Regions from separate parts of the Ovis aries genome. Here region 1 is linked to region 2. Evidence: chromatin contacts called from public Hi-C data. All regions are on one chromosome and are shown on one strand. Each heading gives the region's core, a stretch centred on a gene start, on an enhancer-like site or on the middle of the called end of the contact. The rest is flanking DNA. Distances are from core to core; before and after follow the strand shown. Region 1 overlaps FYCO1 (FYVE and coiled-coil domain autophagy adaptor 1). Region 2 holds the start of LOC101117971 (C-C chemokine receptor type 1).

The links. Hi-C and Micro-C count contacts between places; a contact is called where the count stands out from the background.
Region 1: a contact with region 2 is called in a Hi-C map of omental adipose tissue, with 2.8 times the contacts expected there. The contact joins the enhancer-like site here to the promoter of LOC101117971 in region 2. A contact is called at or near these places in 6 of 16 Hi-C or Micro-C datasets (blood, omental adipose tissue, skin fibroblasts and 1 more).

What each region holds. Positions count from the first base shown.
Region 1 is chr19:53,281,803-53,287,794 of ARS-UI_Ramb_v3.0, forward strand. The region is part of intron 2 of FYCO1 (FYVE and coiled-coil domain autophagy adaptor 1); the gene reads left to right. XCR1 (X-C motif chemokine receptor 1) reads left to right here. Exons shown (of 7, transcript XM_060402614.1): 3 at 1-2,668; 4 at 3,186-3,416. Among named protein-coding and RNA genes, the nearest start is that of XCR1, 43 kb to the left of the region's middle. Within about 2 kb of position 3,934, at least 13 of the 54 cell types and tissues checked have an H3K27ac peak or open chromatin away from gene starts, as enhancers often do.
Region 2 is chr19:53,224,526-53,230,454 of ARS-UI_Ramb_v3.0, forward strand. It overlaps LOC101117971 (C-C chemokine receptor type 1), which reads left to right and starts at 3,819. Exons shown (of 2, transcript XM_004018514.5): 1 at 3,819-4,037.

The sequences.
Region 1 (5,992 bases), core at 2,684-5,183, 57 kb after region 2:
GCTGAAATCTTCAGTCAGTTCTCCACTGCTCATTAATGCAGCTCCTATCCCTGGGGTTAGAACTGACCAAAGTCAATTTCATCATGTATAATCGTACAGGTCCTTTTGGTTAATAACAGCAGCCACCAAGAGTTAAGGGAGTTGAAAATCACCTACTCCCTGTACCCTCACTCCATCAGGTTACCGTAAGAGCAAGTTTCAGAATGAATTAGGCCCTGAAGACAGACATTTGTGAGCAAGGAGGTAGTACTTTCCAGTGCAATCATTTGGGGCCACAAAGAGGTGGTGAGGATGAAAATGAAGACTTCAGGCAAAGATGAACAAACCTTAGGGGGAACTACTATAAATGGATTTTCGGTATGTTTATTTATACACCTGTTACTTCATTCAAAAAGTCACTAGAGGCAGTGACGACTTGTTTGGCTTTATCAGCAGGGAAGAAATACAATCAAACATGAATGGCATACAAACGTGCCTTGCGCACTGAAAAGCATGAACTAGCTTTGTTCTCCAAAGGTGTCAGCATTCCAGATGCAAAGTAGGACGGTGTAGCTCTCAAACCAAGCACCCCGCCCGCCTCCTGAAGACACAAAGGGAACTGCGGGAAGAGTCGGTTTCACCTGTCCAGTGCAGCGGCAGGGAGGAGGTCCAGTCCAGCAGGTGGGGCCGGGTGTCTGGAATCCGGCACAAAACCATGCAAAATGCAGACCTAAACCAAGAGAGCATCTGACATTGGGGTCCAGCCAGCCAGGCGCCGAGAGGGGTAGAACTCAGAAAACAACAAAGAGAACCCCGAGAGCAGTGGTCTTCCCAAATCCAGGAAGATGGGCAGCAGGTAGGAGGGCACCTGGGACAACAGTAGCTTATAAGGCTGTGGTCACTGGAGTGAAATTTTGAAAGAGCCCTGAGCAGAAACTGAGAAAGATAGGAGTAATAAGAGAGGTTCTGGAGGGACTGCACCACTGTGAGGTAGAAACTGCATGCAAAGAGAGAGAAAAACCCCAGTTACTGAGGGCAGGTACAGGTGGGGGGCACCTGGTCACACCTGAAGATGAGGCCCGAGTGGCCAGCGAGCTCTCCTTAAATGCCACTTCTTAATGTTAGAGTTAATCTCGGAAACAGAAAGAATATTTTAAATAGGATACATTCAGCTAGAAGTAAGCAGAAACTGAACTGAAAGTAGCGAAGCAACAAGGAGGCTGTTGACTCATGGGAAGTTCGGCGGCACAAGGCAGTGGCTCCGAGTCCCTTTGCTGGTGACCTTCTTGCCTCTGCCTCGCTCAGGCTGCAGGCAGAGAAGTGGTCCCTGTCATGCTGGCTTTGGGTGGGGGCAGAGCAAACACAGGGCGGATAAGCCATGCAGGCAGGGCAGGTACCTGAACAGAATCATCCTGAACAGAAAGAAGGAACGGGGAACAATGCCAGCAGCACGCCCCAGAGTCCACCAAGGGCGGGAGGCAGCACAGCTGAGCAGCAGACCGGCTCACCCATGCTGTGGCATCTCTAGCCAGCTGTGTGGTCTGGGGCAAGCCACCTTGGCTCTGGAGGGTTCCATTTTTTTTCCATCTTATGTTAAAGTGATGAAACAAGAGAATGTGTCAGATTCTATCCTGCTCTAAATAATCTCTGACTCTGTGAGTTGGGATGCTCATGGCTTACTCAGTATATAAGCCTTCAGGTATGGGACATGATTCTGGTCTTTTGTAGAAGATTCCATTTTCTAGAGTTGGCCAGAGCAATTCCTCCCACCCCTCATGCCCCCCAACTTGGGACCTTGCCACTCCGTCATCAGGATATTGAGTCTAATTCTCATCCCCTGGCATCTCTGCCAGCCTGATGACTTGATTGTATCCATAGCAGCTCATAACTGATAAACTATGGGAGAAGTAACGCTGAGAGACTTCCCAAAAGGCCATGCAGAATCCACTTGGTTCTCTCCAAACACTAGTTGCAAGGGAATCTAGCACCATATAAGAAATTCAACTATTCTGAAAATGCCATGCTAGCGAGGCCAAGAGTAGGTGCTCATGTCGACAACCCAGCTGAGCCTCCAGTCCACAGCCACCATTGGCTGCCAGCCATGAGTGTGCGCCATCTTGGGCATCCATCCTGGGCTGACCTTCAAATGATTAAAGCCTCAGCTAACATCATACTGCAACCCCATGAAAAATAATACAAGTAGAGGGCCTAGCTGCCTTTCTAGAATTCCTCACCCAGAAAATCAAGAGCATAATAAAAACAAGTGTTGCTGGTCTGCAGCCCTATGTTTCAGAGAGATTGGTCAGGCAGCAGAGATGACCAGAATAACCTTATAGAACAGTGGGCATGAAGGAACAAGAAAGGATTGAGTCAGCTTTTAGAGATTGTTTCTGATAGTTGCCAAACACTGAACATATCTCAGTTCCTTTTTTTTTTTTTTTTTTTTGGCTATTTAAGGAAGCAATGGAGAGATTCTTTGGAGACATGATCTGTGGGCATCTTACCAGGAGATAACAGCAACGAACTTTCACCTTAATGCAGCCCTTTGGAGTTTGTAAAAAGCAAAGCAGCTCATTTGAGTGTCAGAACTAAGGGGTAGGGCACAACTCAACCTCCATTTCGGCCCAGCAGCTCTCCTGGAAGTCCTGAGACTGTGACCCGCCTACTTTCCTCAGAAAGAACACTTAAGGTTGAGCAAACCTCCCTTCCGTGAGCACCATGTGTAATAGGCACACTGCCGGGCACGTTCCTAATTGTCTCTGAACTGTGCCTTCATTTGGGGACAGCGAAGAGGCCTAGAGGCCTTGCAGCCACCACATTCCTACGCTGGCGCTCCTGTACTTGTCATAGGGTTCCCTGTGACGGCCTCGGAGTCCAGTCCCCAGCAACCCTTTTCACGGCTGTTTTTAGCTGCTGCTTGCTGTCTCAACTCTTACCAGATGCATCCTCTGGTTAATGGTTTTTCTTGCAGTGGGTATGCAAACAAAACTGCGCGATGGCTCCGTGAGATGGGCACGGCAGATACTACTAATCACTACTAAGGTGGTGGCCAGCCGTCACAATGGTCCCCAGTGGTTTATGCCTCTGGTGTTCACATCCCTGAGCTGGCCTGACTTGGGTAGCAGGTGAGATAGTGCAGAAACGACAGTGCATGACTGCAGAAGCTTGGGCATAAAAATACTGTGGCTTCTGTCTTGCTCTCTTAGATTGCTCACTCTGGCGGAAGCCAGCTACCATGCCAGGAGGATACTCAAGCATCTCCACGGAGGACACCTGTGTCCAGGAACCAGGGCCTCTGTCCAGCAGCCATGTGAACAAAGCTGTCTTGGAAAGCAGAGCCCCCAGCCCCAGTCATGCCTTCAGATGACTGCAGCCCCAAAGGACATCTTGACCTCATTCCATGAAACACTACGAGCTGAAACCACCTCAGTGAGTCGGTGAGTCGCTCACAGATATTCGAACCACAGACAGATAATACTTACTGTGTGACCCACTACATTCTGACAGAGTTTTTAAGAGTGACAGATAATTAATATACCCATTACACAAGTGAGGAAGTGAGCCTCAGACACACAGTGATTACCCACAATTGCACAGCTAGAGCTATGGGAGAGCTGGGAAGAGAGCCCTCATCTTGTGACTGCTGATCCTCAGCACACGGGTTCTCTTACAGCCCCATGATTCAGCAGTTCTCCAATCTGCGTTCGGAAGAGGCAGACAGGAGGCTGCAGGCACAGTGCGGCAACTCCCTAGGCAACTGCGGCCACACCCAGGGAGGGAGCGGGGCTGAGACCCTCTGCTCCTGCTCATTGCAGCCCTCCTGAGCAGGAGGCACCAGAAACAGGGACTTCTTCCCATCAGGGCAGACCCATACCGGTGCAGGCTCACACATGTGTTCCAGCCTCAAGCCCTACGACAAAGCAAACTGCAGCCGACCCACGATGCTACTGGTCCTGCAGGGCTGCGGTGGGAAAGCTTTGTGGTGTCAGGGCTTGCACGTAAGATCCTGCCTGCAACACAAGGTCTGGCCTTGCCTCCCAGCTTCCTCCCTGCTGATTCATGCGTCCACTTCAGAGAAGTCACCCCACTGAAGGGTATTTTCAGTTCTCATGTGACTCACCAGCCATGTGACCACCAGTGCCCCCTCTGCAAGCAGGGCCCATGGGCGACGTGAGCCCTCTGTACTGACAGAGTGTGGTGGACACGGGGTCAGCAAGTGACAAGTCTAGCTGGTTCTGTTTTCTTGTCCTTCCAGCTGGGTTGGACTTATTCCAGCAAGAGCTATGATGGTCCCCTGGGAGGCGGGCGGGACTGCAAGGCAAGTCTGGAGGGTAGTTGAAGATAAAAGGGCAAGAAGGGTTATGTAGTCCCTGCTAGTCTCCAGGGTCCCTAGCGAGGCTGTCAGCCAGGAAGCAATGAGATAGAGCCCTAAGGCAGGGCTGGGCTTCCCAGCAGAGACAGGCTCATCGTGGGCCAAGGAAGCAACAGAGAGTAGCCCCTGGCTGTGCAGGAGACCTACCTGTGGGAGCATGAGGGAGAGGCCTAAGGTGGTGAAATTCCTTGATAAGGGGCCTAAAAGGTCCAGCAGAGAGGCTTGTGCCTAGGTCCTCCTGTGGCGTTCAAAGGCCTCCACAGTAGGAGAGGTTTTTTAAAAATAGGGTCTAAGACACTTGCATTCTAATCTAAACCCAGGATCATATTACCTGGATCACTTTGGTAAAGTTGTTGGCCCATCTGTGCCTCAGTTTCTTCATGAGCAGAGTCAAGTGAATGATTTTCTGAGTTCCTTGGAGCCCAAGGATTCTGCAGACCTCCCTTAGAGTTTGCCATTGGCAAGGAGCCTCTAAACCTATATTGTCCCACAGAAATAGTAAGTAAGCCACACATGCAATTTAAAATTTTCTACTGCACATATTTTTAAAATTCTAAGAATAGGTAGAATTGATTTTAAGAGTATCTTTTATTTAATCTGTCTAGAATGTTGCCATTTCAACATGTGGCCAATTTATTACATTTACTAATAAAATATTTTGCATTCTCTTTTTTTGTACTATATCTTCAATATCTGGTTTGTAATTTTGTACTTAAGCGCATTTTAATAGGGACCAGCTGCATGTCCCCGGCTCAGTAGCCTGAGTTGTATCCCTGACCTGTGAAGAAGGAGGAGACCGCCCCCTGGTGGGAAAAAACAGGAAAGTACATGAGAGACTGAGGTGCTTTGGACTGTGAACTCTCACGTCCATTTTCTTGGCTCAGTAATCACGGGTAATGTCAGCAGTGACTGTATACTGAGGGCATCTGGAGAGAGCGCAAACAAATCAGAGAAGCAGGCTAAGGCCAGACTCCTGATGAGACTGTGAGAATTGATGGCAGCCTCCCTTGCTTCTGGGAAGAGAGTTGACTGTGGACTGTTGTTTCAAGGAATGTTACTCTGAAAGGGAGGGACATGCAAGGGATGGGGCACAGAATAGGAGGGTGTTTCAAGTCGGGGAAAGGTATCTGGACAGCAGTAGAGGCCGAAGAATAATTGTCATGATTGGAGCAAAGGAGCCAGAGGCCTTGCCGAGGCAGACCTGCAGAGCTGGTTAGCAGTGCAGCCCTTGGGGCCAAGCTTCACTGGCTCCTGACTGCGCCTTCAGTCTAGCTACTGACCTTCTTGTGCCTCTGTTCTCACATCAGTACAACGGTACCTGTCTCTTGTGTTTGCAGCATGGTGAGTTGTGTTTGCTATGAGGATTGATTCTTTTTTTTTTTTTTCAAAGTAACATACTCAGATGCTAACAGCAGACGTAAGAGAGTAGCTCTAGTGACTAGAGGGATTCCTTCAGAGGGGCAGAATTTTCTGTGAGTGCTCCTACACCAGTCTACCTTTTCCTCAGTGGGTTCAAGTTCAAATGCTGTTAGCTGGCAAGACTGAGTAGTCTCTACTCAGAAGTGACAGTATCATTTCAACAGGGGGCAGTGTTCAACAACACATTTCTCTAGCATCTTTAAGCTGAAACTACCAAGTCCA
Region 2 (5,929 bases), core at 2,569-5,068:
GAATCGGGTGAAGTGGAATTGGATGCAAATAAAGACGGCCCTTTTGAGTATTGCAAAGAGCTGTGCAGAAATGGATCAGTGATTAGATGAACTTCCCTGGTGATTCAGTAGCTGAGACTATTTGCTCCCAATGCAGAAGGCCCAGGTTTGATCCCTGGCGAGTGAACTAGATTACGTATGCCACAACTTACAGATCCCGCAAAGAAGATCCCATGTGCCACAACTGTGAATCAGCACAGCCAAATAAATAAAACATTTTTAAAAAGAAATGAATCACTGCTTTGGAATATGCTATCTAGGTTGGTCATTACTTTTTTTCCAAGGAGTAAGCCTCTTTTTATTTCATGGCTGCAATCACCATCTGCAGTGATTCTGGAGCCCAAACTTCAGGATACTTGCCTGGAAAATATCATGGACGCAGGGGCCTGGCAGTCCATGGGATCGTAAAGAGACGGACACAACTGAACAACTTCACTTTCTTTCGTTCCTCATAAAATAAAAACATTTTTCCACCTTGCCTTTGATATTCCTGCAGATCTTCAGGTAAGCTGCAGCTTTCTCTTCATTGCAATGGTTCCTCTCCCTATTATTATAATATTTTTGAATAAAGTCTCTCTTTTATCTAAAAAAAAAAAAAAAAAGAAATGAATCAGTAAATAGAATTGAAAGTGGAATCAAGGGAGACTTTGCTTGTTAACTTATTTGTTTCTAATTTGTTTCAGATCAGATAAGAGCATTGTGTGTATACTGATGGGAATATTTGGCAGACAGAAAAAAAACTGGTGATACCGGAGAAGATGACTAGAATGATGTCCTCGTGCTGATGAGAGAGGATTTGATCCCAGGCAGCGTGGACGAGATGGGCTTGGAGCATGGAGAATCCATCCGCGTGGCAGGAGGGAGGCAGGTAGAAGGGCCAGGGAAGGATGGATGGGAAGGAGGGAGGTGGGGTGTGTAAACAGTCTCTTCTGAGCCTTCTGTCTTCTCGCTGACGTGGGGAACAAGGTCATCAGCTAAGACCGAGGATGATGGAGGTGGTGCTGGAGGTTCAGGGAAAAGGCAGAAAGTGTGACATAATGTCTAAGGGGGGGAAAGCCGTTGATGGGCATGAGGGGCCCTTTGCATGCGGCCATCAGTAATTTAGGGGGGTCCCAGTCAGTTTCACGTGTGGTTTCCTCCAGCCACGTTCAACTTCTTGGTGCCGGTGGGGATTTGGATCTGATCAGGACTGGGTTTGTGCCAGGGGGACACAACCAGATCAGAAAAGAGTGAAGGCGTTGAGGATGTATGTACAGGAGGGACTGTAATGATGGCCCCTGGACTTTCAGGTGATGGAAGTAAGGGCACGAGGAGGCTGAGGGTCAGGAGAAATTGAAACGTCACTGGTTGCACTGGGGTCAAAGAACCGCTGGAGCTGAGATGCTAGAGGCAGTGAGAAGGAAAGGTGAGTGAGAGGTGAGGGGCTGGGATGTCGGGAGCCGAGACAAAAAGGACACAGATGTTGATGGCGGTAAAATCCCGGGATTAGGGAGGGTCAGTGGAGTGAGTGGCTAAGGATGGGGGAAGACAGGACCATCAGAGGACAGGAATTCAGGGAATCCTGGGTGAGGGAGCTAGAGGAAGCCTGCGCTTTTGGTAGAAGATGAATATGGCTTCAGAGCCCTTCCATCTTGGTACACCCTGGCTTTTACAGTGTGACTTTATTTCTTCCCCTGAAAAGGCAGGTTCTGTTTCCTGACTGCCTTGTCTGTGGTTTGGCTCTGTGGTGAGTGATAGACTGCAGCACAGGTGATCCTCTGTGGCCTCAGAGATTTTTCCTTAAGATGCTTTATAGGTTCTTCTCATGCCTGAGACCATGAAGCATAAAGCCAGCCTGGCCGACAGGAAGACGAGAGCCACGTGGAAAACTGAGGCACTCCTGTCAGCAGGCAGCGCCCACCATCAGACGTGGGAGTGAGGCTGTGTGGGAACACCCGCCTAGCTCACAGAATCAGAGAACAATCTCCTTGTGGTTTTAAGCCCCAAAGTTTTGAGATTGTTTATTAGGCTGTGAAAAAAGAGATGCATGTGAAAAGTGAAATCAAGGATTATTACAAGAGAGCATTAGAGAGTAGTACCCAACCTGAGCTAACATCCAAGGTGTCTTTTTAGAAAATTATAGTTTCTATTTATGTATTTATTGGCTGTGCTGGGTCTTCACTGCTGCTCGGGCTTTCCCTTGTGGCCAGTGGGGGCTACTCTCTATTGCAGTGCCTGGGCTTCTCATTGCGACGACCTTGCTCGTTCCAGAGTACAGGCTCTGGGGCATGTGGGCTCAGTAGCTGGGGTCCCCAGGGTCTAGAGCACAGGATCAATAGTCGTAGCACACAGGCTTAGTTACTGCGTGGCGTGTGGGATCCTCCTGGACCATGGATTGGACTCATGTCCCCTGCATTGGCAGGCAGATTCCTATCCACCGAGCCACCAGGGAAGCCCAGGAAATTAGGGTTTCTGTTCTTTTTCATTGTTGAGCTACTTTGAGTGGTGCCTTGCTGCTTATTGTCCAGATGTCCAACCTGTACAGCAAAGTGTGATAAGGGAAACTCTACCACCACCACCGCCCCCTCCAAAACCTTAAAACTCTCTGAGCTCCAGCACCTGCCTGTCACGAATGACTTCCTGCTATAGAGAGTAGGAAGGCTTCATGGAGGAAGTGTCTCTTGGGTGATCCACGCAGGATGAGAGAGATCCGCATGGACAGCAGCACCCTTTCTGACTTTGCAACCTGACCCACCACAAGGGGCAGCTGAGCACGGCAGAGGGACTACCGGACCTTTCCCTGTGTTTTGTCAGGTTGGGGGTTGTAGAATTCTGGCTGGAGGGCCAAGAGAGCCTATGGCGTGAGAAAGGGTGGTGGGAAGAGAGCCTGGGGAAGGAAATTAAAGAGGAATGGAGTGGGAGGTGGGGGGAAGAGATGGGGTTGGGGGGAGGTGGCAGAGGGCTACTGCCTAGGAGCTACTTGTGCACCCCAAAGGCCCTTCTGTCCATCTGTGGGACACTCACGCATTGGACTTTGATGTCTGAATGTGACCTGGGAGCAGAAGCAACCTCCTTGGCCCTAGAGAGAGAGTGTGTCCCAGGATTAGGCAAAGAGAGCGCTCCAAGGTCAGGAAGCTGCCTCCCCTCTCCTGGAAATCAACCTGCTGGTGCCGCGTTTGAAGGTGCACCTCACTCACAGACAGGATCCCTGCAGCTGAGGAGCCTGGCCTCACCCTTCTTGGCTACACAGAGCATAAGCTTTCTAGGATATTGACCTTGCGACAGGAAGGAGAAGCACAGACGGGACTGGGTCAGAATCAATTGTCATGGATGAAACGCAAAAAGGAAATCTGTGAGATCAAAGAGGAGGGGCCAGACAGCCGACAGACATCCAACAGACCTGTACTCTCTCCAGGCGGGAGGCTCTTCATCATAGAGCCGCTCCCTGAGCTTGTGAGGCAGACTGGGGAGCAGAGAGGGGCAGTGAGCAGTTGCTGGCACAGGCGCGAAGGGGGTGCCAAAGAGAAGGGACCTCCTGCCCCTCTAGGGCTGGTAGAGCCAGATTGTTTTGAAGACCCAGAACCCAGATTTTCTGTTTAAATCCTTCCATTTGCAATCTTTAAAAAAAAAGAAGAGGAAGACTACTTACTGAGGGCAAGAACTCGATTGCTTCAGAAGCTTCAGAAACATTCATTGGCACCCACCTCACCCTGCTCAACTCCACCCAGCCCCACCACCCAATCCCCTTAAAGCAGAGCCGCCTGAGGAGAAGTGCAGCTGAGTGAGCAGGAAAAAACCTTAGAGTGAACTTGGCGTTCAGAAACTGGACACCCTGCAGTACAAGAAAGAAGAACTTTGTCCCCTTCTTGTTCTGAAAGCCTGAGACCCAGAGTTCTATCTCCATCATCACACAGGAAACTGAGAACTTCCGACTCACTCAGGACCTTGGCCTTGAATTCATAAAGCATCTAAAAGCTTCAGAAACAAACACTTCGTGGACACAGTCCCCTGAAGCCAGAGTAAGTGGAACTTGTCTCTTCGGGCTTGTCAGTTACTTTTGAAAGCGCCGTTGTTTGCATGTGGCCAGATTGGACGGTAGTTTTCCTGTTGCAGGACATGACTTGTTTATCAGTCCATCTCCACAGAGATGGGGAGGTCTTTGAGGGCTAGTCAAATGCCTAAGTAACCCAGCAATGCATCTGAAAGGCAGTGCTTTGTATAGCAATACTGAGGATGGATGGATTTATATGAGTGCTCAGATGTAAAATAGGGTGTTCTTTTTATTTTGAGCTGATTCTTGTTCTTTCTAAAAACAGGACACTTTCTTGTGTGATTGCTTGTTGATGACTGATTAAAAAGTCAGCCCACTGTTAACATACTTTCTGTGGAAAGCTATTCAAGACACTGACAATTGTCAAATTTCCCCACATACTCAAAGACCAAACATGGTATAAGAGGAAACTGCAGCGAAAGGATAATACTAGTTAGTAAAAGCTTTGCAGATGCAAAGATGATTTGATACTGAGACAGTTTCTTAAGAAGGCTAGAGTCAAGGAGCCCCAAAATCAGGACTGTGGGCTGTCTTTGAAGGAGGTAAGATCTCACCCACCAGAAGGTAGGCAGCTGGCCAGGTGACCTCCTTGTGGGGACGGCAGCAGGGGAGGGCAAGGGGCATCCATTCTGTTCTAAGGAAGAGGAAGGTCAGAATTTTGTTCTGAAGAGAAGCAACATGGGGGGCTACTTGGAGGTATCTACTTAGCCTTTCCTCCAGTAGGTCTGGAGGGTCCTAGACTTTCAGGATTAGAAATCCCCAGAAGTCTGCACAGCCGACCGCCAGGCTCTGTGCCCCTCACTGACCCTTAAGTCCCCACTCTGGCTCCAGGACAGCTCTAGGCTATTCAGACTGAAGGGCATGGATGCACTGGTAAGTGTTTATCAGCTAATTCTCCTGAGAAAAGTGCCCTGATTCCTAGTGCTGGCCGATTCCCATGTGTAAATGTTCCCATTCTGGTTGACTTTGAGTCACCAGCATGCTGGATGCAGAACAGCTGCACACGGCTGGCTCTTCTGAACCAGTAGAAGCCAGCTCCTGCACCCCACCAGGCCTGGGCGTCTTCCACCACCACAGACGGCCCTTTGTCTGTCCAGAGGCTTCACCAGCTCCCAGGATAAAGGGTGCTGGTGCTGGACCACTGGGGCAACGGCCTGAGGCAGACGTTGGTAGCAGGCTGCAGACGGACTGGCGCATGACATGGCAACATGCTCCTTGGGTCTCGCCTCCAGGGCCTCACTCCAGTCCATCTCCCTTTAGGAACAACATGCCCAGGAACTGCTTCTGGTGCCCAACAAGTGGGGAAGTAGTGAACTGGCTTGAAGGTGGGAGTGGGTGTGAGGGTGACTGTTCAGATGGCCCCTGACAGAGCTGACGTGGTTTGCCTCCACCTTTGCCAAAATTCCCCAGGAACTGGGCTCACGGGCTCGGCCTTGCACCCCTTGCTATCTGTGCTGCCCGCTGCTAACACGGTAAGCCTGAGAACCCACCCAGAAGTGCTGACTGCCACATGGAGCTGTCTGCACTGGCAGTGGCAGCAGAAACCAGAAACTGCCAGCACAGCTTGTTTAGTGAGGGGCAGCCTGGGTTTCTCCAGAAAGAGGCTTGACTGGCTGTATGCAAGTTCAGAGATGGAGGAGAGTGCCCTAAGGATGGATTGGATGGGAAAGGACCGCCCCCCAGCCTGGGGGCCCAGCAGCACCTCACCCCCCTGAGCCTTAATCTCCGAATGCCACTGCAGAAATGTGAATTTTGTGAGCAGGAAACATTCATTAAGCTCTGTGGAAGGAGGAGCACTGGACTCTCAAGATTTTAGATGGAAATTATGCTGCAGGTACCACTCACTTTACTGGTCGATGT